Linked DNA regions of Mus musculus: all the other regions are linked to region 1. A link is a contact called in public Hi-C and promoter capture Hi-C data. All regions are on one chromosome and are shown on one strand. Each heading gives the region's core, a stretch centred on a gene start, on an enhancer-like site or on the middle of the called end of the contact. The rest is flanking DNA. Distances are from core to core; before and after follow the strand shown.

Region 1 (4,191 bases), core at 1,150-3,649:
AATCGCAGACCAATGCCTCAGCCGTATGGAGATGCCTTCTGGGAGAATCTTAGCCAAAGGTCTAGGTGAGTAGGAAAAACCAGGAACTGGAGGTGGAAAGTCGAGGCTATGCAGTTTTTAACGATCATAAATCCTTACAGCAGCGAGCCCTCATTTGGAAGTCATTTCACACTACTTGGTGCAAATTGTAGCTCCAACAGGTCGTTAGGAGAGTTTATAAGAGAAATGATATTTATCAGAGTGTCCTTTCTGACTCCAGCTCCTGTTTTTGTTCTTCTCAGCTCCAATTGGATGGTAGAACAGTACATTCCACCAATTCTGGTAGGACAAACTGCTTCTCAGCCTTCTGTTAAAATTATACCCACTGCCTTCCTATCCTTATTACCATTTCTCTCTGGTATTTCCCAACCAGTATACTAACCAGGCCCTGTTTTTATTGTAAATCAAGTATCCTGTTTTCTAGATCATACCTAAGCTTCCAAAAAACCCCAGATTCTCCAGCCCAAGTTTCCCTGAAACTGACATCTATCTATATTTAGCAACTATTCTTCCTTCTTGACACAGAGGGCCACTGATTGCTCCCGGCCTAGCCTGCACCCTCTTGAGGGGCTCCCTCCTCCTGAGAAGCTTTGGAGAAGAAAGAGAAAGAAGCTGCATTTGGAAAGAATGCAGAAGGGACCTGGAAGCATTCCAGCCCGAGTTAGAGCAGTTACTTATCATCTGGAGGACCTGAGAAGGCGCCAGGGAATCATCAATGAGTAAGGAGGCGTGGCATGGGCCTCTGCAAGCCAAGCAGGGATTAGAGAGAGGCAGCATAGTTAAGAGCTTTAAGAGAATTCATTGGCACTTACAAAGGAACCATGTCCTTGGTGTAACTGAAATATAATTTCTTTATTTTTTTGCATTTAATTATGTATATACTTATATAGTGCATGCCACAACATGTGTGTGGAGGTCAGAGGACAATTTATGGGAACTGGCTCTCTCCTTCCATCATTTGGGTCCTGACTTAGGTCATCAGGCTTGGTGGCCAATACCTTTACCTGCTAAGTCACCTTGCTGACTCTCAAACATGATTTCTATAGTATGGAAAGAAGCAATTGAGGGATGGAAGTCATATAAGCTGGAAGGCGTGACATGGCCCATGATTACAAGAAAGCACATCGTTAATTGGGGGTCACTGTTTGGCCCCTGGATCAAAAATTCTTGTCTGTGAAGAACAAAAAGTTGGGGTGAATTGAAGGTCAGTGGTAGCACCTGTGATTCTCAGCAAGAAGTGCTTCAGGCCAGGGGTGAGGGATGAAGAGACTGGAAGACTGACCTCCAGGCACTAGTCTCCTCCATCTAATGTCTCCACAGACTGAAGAGGGCCCAGTGGGGCAGCTCTGATGCTACACCTGAACTTCCAGCACTTGAAGAGGGCTTTGAACTCCTAAGCACTACAAAATACTTTGACGTGGAAGAAGAGAGGGCAACCTATCCACAGAAAGAGACTTATTCTGTCACTCCCAGAGATCAGGTAAAACTGGAGAGGAACACAGTAAGGTTAGGGAGGAAGTCAATTCATAATCAAATGGGGATGTGGCAGAAGCCAAGAGCCAGGTAGGATAGCTGGTTTAAGGACGAAAAGTGGTCAAGAAACTGAGCTTTTGAGGGTATGTGCCTGAATTTGGCAATTAAGAAATCTGGAGAGAGTCCTGTTTTTCCATTCTTGCTTTTCTTATCCCCTTGCTCTCAATTGCTCTCACCTACAGCTGCTTTGGACTCCCTGGACTCCTGTAGGCCAGCAGGGGACTTATGCCTCTGGGCAGCTAAGCTCTTTGACCTACAGCACTGCTACAGCCAGAAAGAACCCCGTTTACGATCCCCAGGCGATGGAGTTGGAGTCTGAGGAGTAGTGGGAAATCATCCAGGCCCAAGCTACGGGACCCAAGATCAATTCAAACATCAGGACTCCCTAGTGCTGGCTTCAGAGCGGATGTTTTCTATCTCTGTTGTCTCCATCCCATAGCGTAGGCATTCACAGCCCACTTGAGTTCCTATCTAACTGCCCAGTACACTCGCAGCCGGGTTTTTCTCTAGGCCAGAACCTGGTCTTGTGTTCTCTCTGTTCTGTTATTAAAGAGCACCAAATAGTCTTGTTTCTGTGCGAGGTAGTGATGGAAGGGGAATGAAAAGGCGGACTCCGTTGATTTTTTTGAGGATTCAGGACAATGAAGTTAGGCTAGGTCCCTAAATTTGCCGAGTCTCGCCCGAGGCCAGAAGAATTCTGCATTCTCAAGCACTCTCCTTTGCCTCCAGGGCTCTGGCCCTGGACCTCTGCCCACGCCCCATCCTCCTGCGCCCACAAGTCACGTCAATCGGCCGAGCTTCCGCCTCCGGATCCCGGTTCTCCTCAGCGCTATTGCCTCTTTAGGGACGGTCCAGCAGCGCGTCTCGTAGACTGGCCCAGAGTCCCAAGTGTGCTGACCCCAGGTTCCCTTCCCGACCCCCGTTCCCTTAATTGGGAGGCCCCGCCCCGTGCGCACTGACGTCGAACGCCGCTGTCAGCCGGCGCTAGGGGGGGTCGGTTTGGGGTAGAATGGCCGCTGCCGCCGTCACCCGCGGGACCCCGGGAGGTAAGAGCCAGGGCCTCTAGCCCGCCTCTCCGCCCCCGCGCCAGGGGGCGCAGCTCCACGCGGCCCGGGTGTGGAGCGCGGCGCTGGGGACCACCGTCCCTCCACCCCGTTTGCCCCCACCTCACCGCTTCCGTCCTCTTTCCCCGCGCCAGGGGGCGCCGCTAGGCGCAGGGCCCCTTCACGGATCAGAGAGTGCGGGGAGAGTCCCCAGACCCCCTCCCCGGTCTCCCGCACTGCCCCTTGCTGCCAGGTGTTCATGAACTCTGCTCAGCTGCTTCTCCAGAACATCCGGGTTTGCGGGCGGGACCCCCTCCCACCTCCGGGGTTCTCCCAGGACCCCTGCCCCCTTTGGGGAGAGCATCCCACCCCCGGCGACAGTCTTAGACCACCGCTCTCAGGCCCGCAGTCTCATCCGGCTCCAGCTCTGCACCCTGGCAAACTGCCTAGCCAGAGCTGCGCACCTGCACCCTGGGGTGGACTTTTTATCCCAACCCTAGCCTCTCTGCACACCTCCGATCCGATCCTGAATGGGCTTCCACCCCCTCTCCATCCCCGGACACCTGGCAGAACCCGCGCAGAGAGCCTCCTCCAGCTCCCATCTGTTCCTCAAGAGGGCGGAGGCTCAGGCTGGAGCCAGAGCAGTAGAGGGGATATGGTAGGCTGGGAGCCAGAGAAGAAGCAGAGGTTGGGGAAATAGGAGTGTTAGGGTGAAGTAGAATTCTAGCTGCAAAGAGGAAGCCGGCATGTCCCACCCGGAAGCTTACTCCAACATGTCTATTCCAAATTCTCCCAGCCCCTGACCAACCTGAGAGAGAGCACATGAGGTCAGTTATCAGCTCTACCCTTCCTCTTAGAAAAAGTCAGAGAGAGAAGGAAATTGGGGTGTGTCTTCAAAGGCCCAGCTTGTTACCGGACTTGGACTTAGATCTGCTTTCCTTCAGCATCCAGGTTTTCTTGCCAAGCCATCCTCCTCCTAGGACCAGAGCCCCAGCTCTCACAACTTGCCTACCCTTCCCTCTAGCCTTGCTCTCCCTTCCTAAACGTACCCTGAGTTCTTTTTTCTGTTTGATTTTTCCGTGGAGAAATAGATCTACTAACTGACCTCACCTACTCTCTCTCAGGTCGGTCAGGGCCTGTGAGAATCTAGGTTAGACATGCAGGATCCAGCTTCCTGCCCTAGGGAATGCTCCAGCACTGTGAGCATCCCCCACTCATCCCTTTCTTCTGAGCACCCTGTTCTGTCTTGTCTCCCCACTCATGTTGGTTCCTGGTACTATGTTCTTTCATCTCTGTTCTCTGGTTCTGCTGTCACATTCTAGTTCCACATTTTCTTCATCTTTCCCAGATGTCAGCACTGAGTTCTAAACCCCTTTTATCACACCAAGCTCCTCATCTTGGGTTAATGTGGGGGCTTCTTCCATGACCTTATTCTCTCCTTTTCCAGCACAGACTCCCCCTCCCCCCGGCCCCTCAGGCCGGGGGTGACCTGGCCCCCTGGAACCTTCACCATGAATACCAAGGACACCACTGAGGTTGCTGGTAAGTTCACAAAATGGGTTCTCAGTTTGGACAC
Region 2 (4,191 bases), core at 511-3,010, 890 kb after region 1:
CTCGCCAGGAGCTGGCGCTCAAAGAGCGCATCCCCACGCCGCTGCTTCAGGCACACGCGGCGGCCCAGGCGCTGCTGCGCCCGCTGGTGGCGGGGACCCGAGCCGCTGCGCCCTACCTCCTGCGGACCTTGCTCTACTGGGCGTGCGAGCGGCTCCCGGCGCTCTACTTGGCGCGGCCGGAAAATGCCGGCGCTTGTTGCCTTGGGCTACTGGATGAGCTGAGCCGAGTGCTAGAGGCCGGGGCGCTGCCTCATTATTTTTTGAGCGGCCGAAAGCTCCGTGTGGGAGACGGCTCCGCTGCTCTGCGCGGGGCATTGGCCCAGCTCCGCGGGGACCCTGCACAGGCCTTGCGTGAGGCTGTAGAGGAAGCCAAGGTTGCCCGCAAAGGGGGCGGTTTAGCGGGCGTAGGGGGCGGGACCCATTAAAGATTTTACTCCTAAGGGAATGGAAAGTGTTTCCTTTGGTGAGAGGGTCATGCAGGGGACTGCTGCTCCCTCCATACAGACAGTGTATGCTTGGGTCCAAAGTCCCTTTTCTAAAAGGTTTCCCCAGTATTCTACCCTGCCTGAGGCCCAAGTTCTCTAAATCTGGCTGGCGCCCCTTCTGTCCCGGTACTGCCTCCCGGAACCTCTCTCCCCTATTCTTTCAGAGTCTGACAGGGATAGTAGGAATGTATTTACTGACAAAATGCGGGAAGGAACTGGTTTTTGGAAACCTAGTTCTGATCAATTGGCTCATACCAAACCAGAGATATTAAGGCCGGATCACAGCCCAGACTGGATGGCACAGCTACCGGTTTCTCCACTTTCCCCCCAACTCTCCTCGTCCATTTCTGTCCTCACTTCCATCCCAGGCAGTAGAATCCCTTTTCATTTTCTCTCTGTCGGCTATTCCATCGACCCCCTGCCCCCAGCCCCGCCATATCAGGCTCCGTGTCTCCTCTCCTCTGAACCCCGAGATTTGCAGGCCTTGCCTCTACTCCGCCTGCCTCTGTGACAGTTCCCACTTAGAGCTTCCAAGGAACCCCAGGGTTCCGCCCGCCCAGCTTCTCCCAGCGTCTCCGCCCCCTGCCCCGCCCCCAGGCCGGCTCGCAGAGGAGGGGGAGCCTCTGTCGCCGCCGCCGCCTCAGCTTCCCACAGCCGCTGCCGCTGCCTCCGCCGCTCTGCCTGGTCCAACCTCCAGGCCCAGTGCTCTGACTTTGCCGAACCGAGGCGCTCTGCAGAGACATCCTTACTCCTTCCTGGGGGTCCGGGACGCTTAGGCCGACGTTGGGGGGAAACCTCCGCTTGCGGGTGACAGGGAGGGAGGAGCCTGGAGCTGGAGCTCGCGGCACCCGTCGCCCGGATCAACAGGACAGGACAGGTTGAGGGGCGTCGGGGAAAGGAAGGGGTGTTATAGCAGTCCCAGGGAGGACGAGAAAGCCCTGGCGCAGGAAGCTCTGATGCGCTGTGACTTATTAAGGGCCTGTTCACGTTTGAGGAGTGTTGACAACGTGGGTGCACTCCTCTCTTGGGGGCCTTGTTAGATTGGAGGGTGTGGGATCTAAGCAGTGCCAGTTGTTCCTCGGGAAATTTAAGGGGCAACTAGAAAACAGACAGAAACGGCGGATGCTCCTTTTTTCGGGGCGACAGAGGGTCCTGCAGACAACCACCTGGTGTCTGCACTAAGAAGGGTTGATTTGGAGGTGACTTCAAAAGGAGTGGAGGGTAGCAAGGTGAGGGAATGGTGTTAGCAGCTGGGACTCTGTGGTACTAGAAATGGGGGTGACAATGAGAAAAAGCATTATCCAGCCAGGGGGCCTGGGAACCCCTTTTCACTGAACCTAAACAGCCTGAATTTTGAGTCATATTTGCTGGCAGAGGGGGGATTTGAAGAAAGTGGGAGACCCACTCCATTTAGAGTATAGAAAAGGAAAAAAGAAAACAGAGCTGGGCTCCTCTTGACATTGACAGCAGCCTAGGGTGAGCTAATGTCCACAAAGCTTAGGACCCACACCCTGTGTAAGAGTAGGCTGGGCAGGAGCGGCCCCAAAATAGGGTAGAAAGAAGCCTCGGGGTATTGAGAACACATCTTAGAAATATAGGAGGGTCTTGACTGTGGGATAGAGGAGGTATCTTCTATCTGGTACAGAGGCCAGAGAGGAGGGAAGGGGAAAGCTTTCATTAGGGGACAGAATTCATGGGTGAGGTCAGCTGAGGAGTGCATAGGCTGCTGGAGCCGCTGGAGCTAGTCAGGGCCCAAGGGTGGGAGCCGGTGGTGTTGGGGAACGTACTGGGGTCTGGGGTTTCTCTTCAGATCCTGTGGGTGGGGCGGTGGGTTGGGTCCTGAGCATGCCCTGGTGAGAGGGCTCCTCTTGGGGAGCCCAGGGCGCTCCGGGAGCCTGCTGGTTTGGGGGTGTCTCCTCCCGGGGCGCGATGGCGGCGTTGGCCAGTAGCCTGATCCGACAGAAGCGGGAGGTCCGCGAGCCCGGGGGCAGCCGGCCCGTGTCGGCGCAGCGGCGCGTGTGTCCCCGCGGTACCAAGTCACTTTGCCAGAAACAGCTCCTCATCCTGCTGTCCAAGGTGCGACTGTGCGGGGGGCGTCCCACGCGACAGGACCGCGGCCCAGGTGAGTGTGGCTAGGGCGGGGTCTCCCACAGAAGTCCTGCCTGAGGCCAGGGACCCTGACGATTGAAGCCCGATGAGGAGGGGGGTGTCCCAGAAGTGGAAGAGGTGGGCCAGAACGACAGAATTTACGGGACTATCCTTCAGGTTCTTCCTCTTTGCCTGTAATGCCGAGTCTCCTTGCTTTCGAGGGCAGGGGGAAGGTTTGAGGGGCGAAGTCTGGCGCCCCAAGCTTCTCTGCTCCTGTCAGCCCCCCTTCAGCACAGGACTCCCCACCCCCCACGGTTCTTCGCCTACGTGCGGGTTCTCGCGATTCTTTCCATCCGAAGTGGCGGGGCTTGAGGGGTTCTGGACGCTTGGGTCACCCCGAGGGTTTCTGCAGCCCTGGCTGCCCCGCCCCCGCTCCGGCTCTCCCGCCCCTCCACGCTTTGGCTCTGTTCTTCCTGGTCGAGCTCGCCTGGCCAGGAGCCAATCTCTCCAGCTCTCCCCCGGGTGTCCTTGCAGGCTACCTCGTCAGTCAGCCCCCTCCGTACGCCCTCCTTCTGTGACCTGCGCTTCGAGAAGGGTGCTGGGCACCCCCTCCCATTACTCCTGTGTGACTCGGAAATCCAGTCCCACAGGCTCCGGGGACCCTCAGCCAGTAGGAACTCACACATAGTTCAAGCTGAAGACCTGCACAGGGACTTAAGCGGGGGGTCGTACCACTTACAAGGGGGAACAGGGAAATCGGCAGAGAGCAAGCCCCACCAGGAGAGGAGAGATGTAAGGGCTGGTATGTGATTCCCGTCCAGGTACGACAGTTAGGGAGTCCCTCTGGCCTCGCTCCAGGCCGCTGCCGGTTCCCTTAGGGGTAGCCCCTTGTGCCCTCCTCCCCCACCACCAACGGTAGGTAGTGGTACAGTCCGCAGCCCACCCTCTGAGTGGGACCCAGCCCCCACGTGATGCAGCCTGCCTCTCCATCTCTGTCCCCTCTTCCTTTTCCTTGATGTGGTTTAAATGTCCCCCATCCCAGGCCAGTTACCTGGCTGAAGGGTAGAAGCTCAGTCTCAGGGAAAACTGGACCCTCGTGAGCCAGCCGACTGACTGACAGACAGACAGACAGATGGGTCAGTGTCAGACAGGCCGGCGCTGTGCCAGAGCAAGGCCCGCGCCAAGCGAGCGGCAGCTGCAGCAGCAGGTGCTGAGTCAGCGTCAGTCAAGCCCAGTCCCACCCCTACTTCTGAGGGGGAGCCCCTTCCCTGTGGTCACCTTGCTGCTCACCCCGACATTTGCAAACACATTGCCCTGCGTTTCTGGCACTGTCCGTTTCTCTCTCTCTCTCTCTCTCTCTCTCTCTCTCTCTCTCTCTCTCTCTCTCTCTCTCTCTTCTACCTCCTCCCCGCCCCCAACTCTGGTAGGGAAAAGGAATTAAACCATTTAAATAAATTTCAATAAATTAAGCTGACGCTCATGATTAGAGAAAGCGGAAGGGACCCACACCCCAGCTTCCTCAGGAATCAAAGCGAGGTGGAGGGAAGCTTGCTTGAAGGGTAAAGGAGCTGGGGCCCTGGAACCCTCTTCTCTTCATTTCCCCTTTCTTCTTTCCTGT
Region 3 (4,191 bases), core at 912-3,411, 850 kb after region 1:
ACACTGTAGCTGACTTCAGATGCACCAGAAGAGAGCGTCAGATCTCATAACGGATGGTTGTGAGCCACCATGTAGTTGCTGGGATTTGAACTCAGGATCAGCAGTCGGCGCTCTTAACCACTGAGCCATCTCTCCAGCCCCTCATGTGCTCTTTAGGTAAGAGGCTCCATTAGTTCAAGCGCTCTTTATGAGCCCTACACACAATTACAACACCTTGTAAAGATTGGAATTCCAGAACCAGAGGATCTTTGTAGTTAGAAATGCAAATTCAAAGGTAGACTCTCTGCCCTCCCTTGCTCAATGTTAGATGAATAAAGACACCAAAGTTCTTTATATGCCTTTTTCTTTTAATTTCTTTTCTGCTTCAACATTGGCTCCTTCCCTCTGCGCCCAATTACCCAGAAAGGCCAGGACTGGGCGCTTAAACAAGAGACTTCAAAAAGCCAAGGCAAGCCAGCCCAAGATTAGCAGGCTCCCTCCCACAGGCCCCAGAGTCTGGATGCTGGTGTCTCCACTCAGAGCCTGGTAGTAGAAGCTGGTGCAGAATAAGGTAGTTCCAGAAGCTAACAGTAATCCTGCCTGGAAGAGGCAGAGAACAGAATACAGAATTTTAAGAACAAAGCAACATGAGGGAGTAAATGAGGTTTGATTTAAATTAGGCAAGGGAATTGGTTACCCAGACAGGTTTTCTGCAAGAGGGTACCCCTAACAGGGCCAGGCTGTGCAAAAAGTGGTGTTTGTTGGCCTTGTCAAAGAGCTGTAAGAAAAAGAGAAGAGAGAGATTTTCTAAGCAACATAGGACCGAAGTCCATTAACACTGTCACCTCTGACGGCTCAGTTTGCTGCTCCCCCAGGTCTTCAAGCCACAGGCCTGCAGTCCTTGCAGTAGAGACCTACACTTGACTGCCTTCCCATTCATCTCCCCACCCCCTCCCAGTTTAAGGACACCCAAACATCGCGCCAAGTCCAGGAGTCCCAGAACTGTTACTTCACCTCCTTCCCGTAGGCATCCGGAAACTGAGCGCCTGTAGAGAGATGCAAAACCAATCAGAACTGTATTGGCTTAGACCCTCTCAAACCCCAGGGGCACCTAAGTAGACACTGCATCCCTGGAAGCTTCTGACTGGTGGAAACAGATGTAGTACTGAGACGCTTTTGGACCTAAAGACAAACTTGAAGGTTCGGGGTTCCAAGGGATCTCTATTCCATAAAAGACAAGACACTTCCTATAGGTCCCTCCCCGCACCAGATCCCAAAGATTGCCCCCAGCCCAGCTGCATCCCACGTCCCCTGACCGTGTGCCCCGTAGGAGGCCAAACCCAAGGCCCCAGCTCCGGACAAGGCACCTAGGCGGCGGAAAGCAGCCCCTACCCCGGCCATAGCTGTGGGTGGTCACGCGCGGAACCAACACCGCCCTGACCACCCAACAAGCCAGCCAATCCCGATTGCCCATGCAAATAAGGTCCAAAAATGCCCAATCAGGGCTATGTTCATTTCAGAGCCCCGGTTCCCTTACAGACGCCTTTGTAAAACTTCTGTTGAATGGAGAAGATGTCTGGCGGGCGGAGAAACTAGAACCAATTAGGAGCGGAGGAGCGGAGCAGTGGGAGGCGGGGTTGAGGGTGGGACTAGAGGATTTGCGTCACGGATTGGCCCACTTTCCAAGTTGATCGCCTCTTCGACACCCCAACCCCACACCTCCAGCTAATTTGCAAAGATATCGGTCCCCCACAAAGTTCCACCCCTTTTTCTACAGGCTCCTCCTGTTCTGCTTCAAACCAGACCCACTCCTCAAAAGGGGCGGCCCCACGGATTTCTAAGCTCCACCTATTGCCATCAAACCCCTCCCATCCCACGATGGCTCCGCCTCTGTGCCTAGAGGCCCCGCCTTCTTCGTGTGATGCCCTGCCCTCTATAGTTCAGCTGTTCTCCCCCTTGCTAGACCCGGAGAGCCCAGAGGGTGGGAGATCCGGGGGGGCGGGGGGAGAGATGTCTTCACCCTGCTCTAGTTCGCTACGTCCATCCGTCCGTCTGTCCACTCCCACCCCTTTCACTGTCTTCAATCCCCCCCCACACTCCAGAGGGCGGGTGGGCAGGCGGGTGCAAGCGAGGGGTGTGCGCCGCTCTCTCGGCAGGGGGCGGGGGAGGCGGCCGCGCGGTGACGCGCGGGGCTGCTGCGGCTGCTCCGCCGGCGGATCATCACTCTCGAGCTGGGATGGACGCGGGGCGGGCGGGCCCTGGCGCGCAGAGCCAGGAGTCCGGGCCTCCTGGCTACTGAGCATTTCCCAAAGCCTCCCCTAGCCCTTGCCTTCCTTCCTAGGAGCCGCACCGACCTCTGCCTCGAGGCTCGGGACTCGGCCCCCGCCCTCTTCTGACTCCCCGGATCTCCCTCCCGCCCGCCCTCGGGATCGACTAGATCCCTCCCCCTCCCCGAGGATTCCGGCTGGATCCCTGCCCCTGCACCGCGGATTCTGCGCTCCGGGGCTCCGGGCCCCTAGGGATTGCCGTGGACTCCTCCTCCAGCACCCGATCCCTTAGGATCTGTCGCCTGAACCGCCTCCTGGTCCCTCGAAGCCATCCCAGAGAACCAGTGGATCTCCAATCTAGTCCTGTCCCATTGCTCCCTCCTGGCTCAGCCTTTCCCACTGCGGGGTTCCCTGTTCTTGAGCTCTCTCTGACCCTATACCCTAGCTTTCCTTTTCCTGGGGATCGACTGGATTCCGGCCCCGCCCCCCGGGGCTGGGGCGATCCCCCTCCCCCGCCGGGTGAGGCGCTGCAGGCGGGGGCTGGGCCTGCGGGGCCGCGGGGGCTCAGAGGCCGCCGCCCCCCTTCTGAAACCCGTCCGCCCCCCGCTCGGAGCCCTGGATGGAGGCACCACGGCCCCAGGGCTGATCCAGGTAGGAGCTAAGCCATGCTGGGTGGAGGGGGCTGCGCGGCGGTCCATTGGGGTCTTCCTCTTCCCATATTCCTCCCTGCGCCTGGTTTCCCTCAGCCTGCTCTGTCTGCGTGTCTCCGCCTAAGGATGCTCTCGCCGTGTCTCTGCGTCTTGGTCTCTTTGTCTCTGCCTCTCTCCAGTCCATGAATGATCCTTTGAATGGGCCCACAGACCCCGTGTGTTCCCATCTCCCCCTCCCCCTCCTTCTCCCCTTCCCGGCCAAGCCATTTTCCCCACTGCAGGAAGGGGGGGGGGCTGCGGCCTGAGCCCCCGTCCCTCAACTCTCCCCGGTTGGGGGAGTCGGGCCTGGGCTGGAATGGAAGAGCAAGGCAGAGGGATCGGGAGGAGGGGGGAGCAAGATGTGGCAGACAGAGATGAAGAGAGAAAATGGGGGAGAGAGTAATAGAAAAAAGGAGAGAGAGAGAGAGCACTTGAGGGAGAAAATCAGAGAAGGTATTTGGAGGAGAGAGCGATGAGAAACACCAAGGAGACAGAAATGAGAAAAGACTGAGGGGTGAGAGACTGAAGGCAAGAGCTGGAGCAAGCCAGTTAAGGCCAAGGAAAGATGCTCCAAGGGACCCTGTTCGGAGGAGAAAGATGGGGGGGGGGGGGCTCTAGTGGGAGGGGAAGAGAGAAAAGCTAGTTAGAGGAGAGGAGGCAAGGGGCCCAAAGTACCTTAAGGGAAAGGGGTGACTGAGGCAGGACATGATGGGAGAAGAGGGAAGAGATAGCAAGGCCCAGCCTGGCATAGGAAAAAGAGATTGGGGGGGGGTCAACTACAACCCCCCCTTCAGCTGATGGGAGAACAGGAGCCTAAAAGGACCTGAAAAGGGGAGGGCATGACTGGGTGTGAGTGGTGAGGACTCCTGTGTCCTCATCTCTGGAATAAATTGACACCTGCAGAGAGCCACCCGCGGGCTGGCGCCTGGCTCTGAAAAGCCCAGCGTCAGCAAACAGTCCTGAAGGGGGGGGTGCCAAGGGGGGGCTTACTGAAATGACCTGGGTGTCTGCCCTGCCTACCTTTTTACTGGTCCTGTTCCTGCTGCCTGGGTACCAGGGCAGCAGTAATACTGGGGACTGGCAAGGGGGAGGGGGACTGGGAAGGGGAGGGGGTGCTCCTGGGGTGAGAAGATATCTGAGGTTTGCCTCAGGACATAGGTCAAAATGCTGTGCAAAGAAGACCTCAGCCAGGGTCCAAGGCTCTTCCAGATTAGGTGGGGGGGTGTCAGTAAGCTTATTTGAGAAGCCAACCTCAG

The links. Promoter capture Hi-C pulls out the DNA fragments that hold promoters and counts their contacts. Hi-C and Micro-C count contacts between places; a contact is called where the count stands out from the background.
Region 2: a contact with region 1 is called in a promoter capture Hi-C map of cranial neural crest. The contact joins the promoter of Fgf11 here to the promoter of Camta2 in region 1. A contact is called at or near these places in 2 of 39 promoter capture datasets (cranial neural crest and pre-B cells).
Region 3: a contact with region 1 is called in a Hi-C map of CD4 T cells, with 4 times the contacts expected there. The contact joins the promoter of Nlgn2 here to the promoter of Camta2 in region 1. A contact is called at or near these places in 1 of 39 promoter capture datasets (liver) and 1 of 484 Hi-C or Micro-C datasets (CD4 T cells).

What each region holds. Positions count from the first base shown.
Region 1 is chr11:70,686,313-70,690,503 of GRCm38.p6, reverse strand. Camta2 (calmodulin binding transcription activator 2) reads left to right here and starts at 2,399. Exons shown (of 23, transcript NM_001190376.1): 1 at 2,399-2,618; 2 at 4,063-4,157. The coding sequence starts at 4,127. It overlaps Inca1 (inhibitor of CDK, cyclin A1 interacting protein 1), which reads left to right. Exons shown (of 7, transcript NM_001252484.1): 3 at 1-65; 4 at 282-321; 5 at 565-758; 6 at 1,360-1,519; 7 at 1,755-2,143. The coding sequence ends at 1,898.
Region 2 is chr11:69,799,849-69,804,039 of GRCm38.p6, reverse strand. It overlaps Fgf11 (fibroblast growth factor 11), which reads left to right and starts at 1,760. Exons shown (of 5, transcript NM_001362623.1): 1 at 1,760-2,607. The coding sequence starts at 2,415. It overlaps Tmem102 (transmembrane protein 102), which reads left to right. Exons shown (of 2, transcript NM_001033433.4): 2 at 1-445. The coding sequence ends at 425. G630025P09Rik (RIKEN cDNA G630025P09 gene) reads right to left here and starts at 371. Exons shown (of 1, transcript NR_027913.1): 1 at 1-371.
Region 3 is chr11:69,835,754-69,839,944 of GRCm38.p6, reverse strand. It overlaps Nlgn2 (neuroligin 2), which reads left to right and starts at 2,161. Exons shown (of 8, transcript NM_001364137.1): 1 at 2,161-2,897. It overlaps Tmem256 (transmembrane protein 256), which reads right to left and starts at 1,420. Exons shown (of 4, transcript NM_026982.1): 1 at 1,296-1,420; 2 at 994-1,025; 3 at 677-757; 4 at 387-579. The coding sequence starts at 1,380. The coding sequence ends at 436.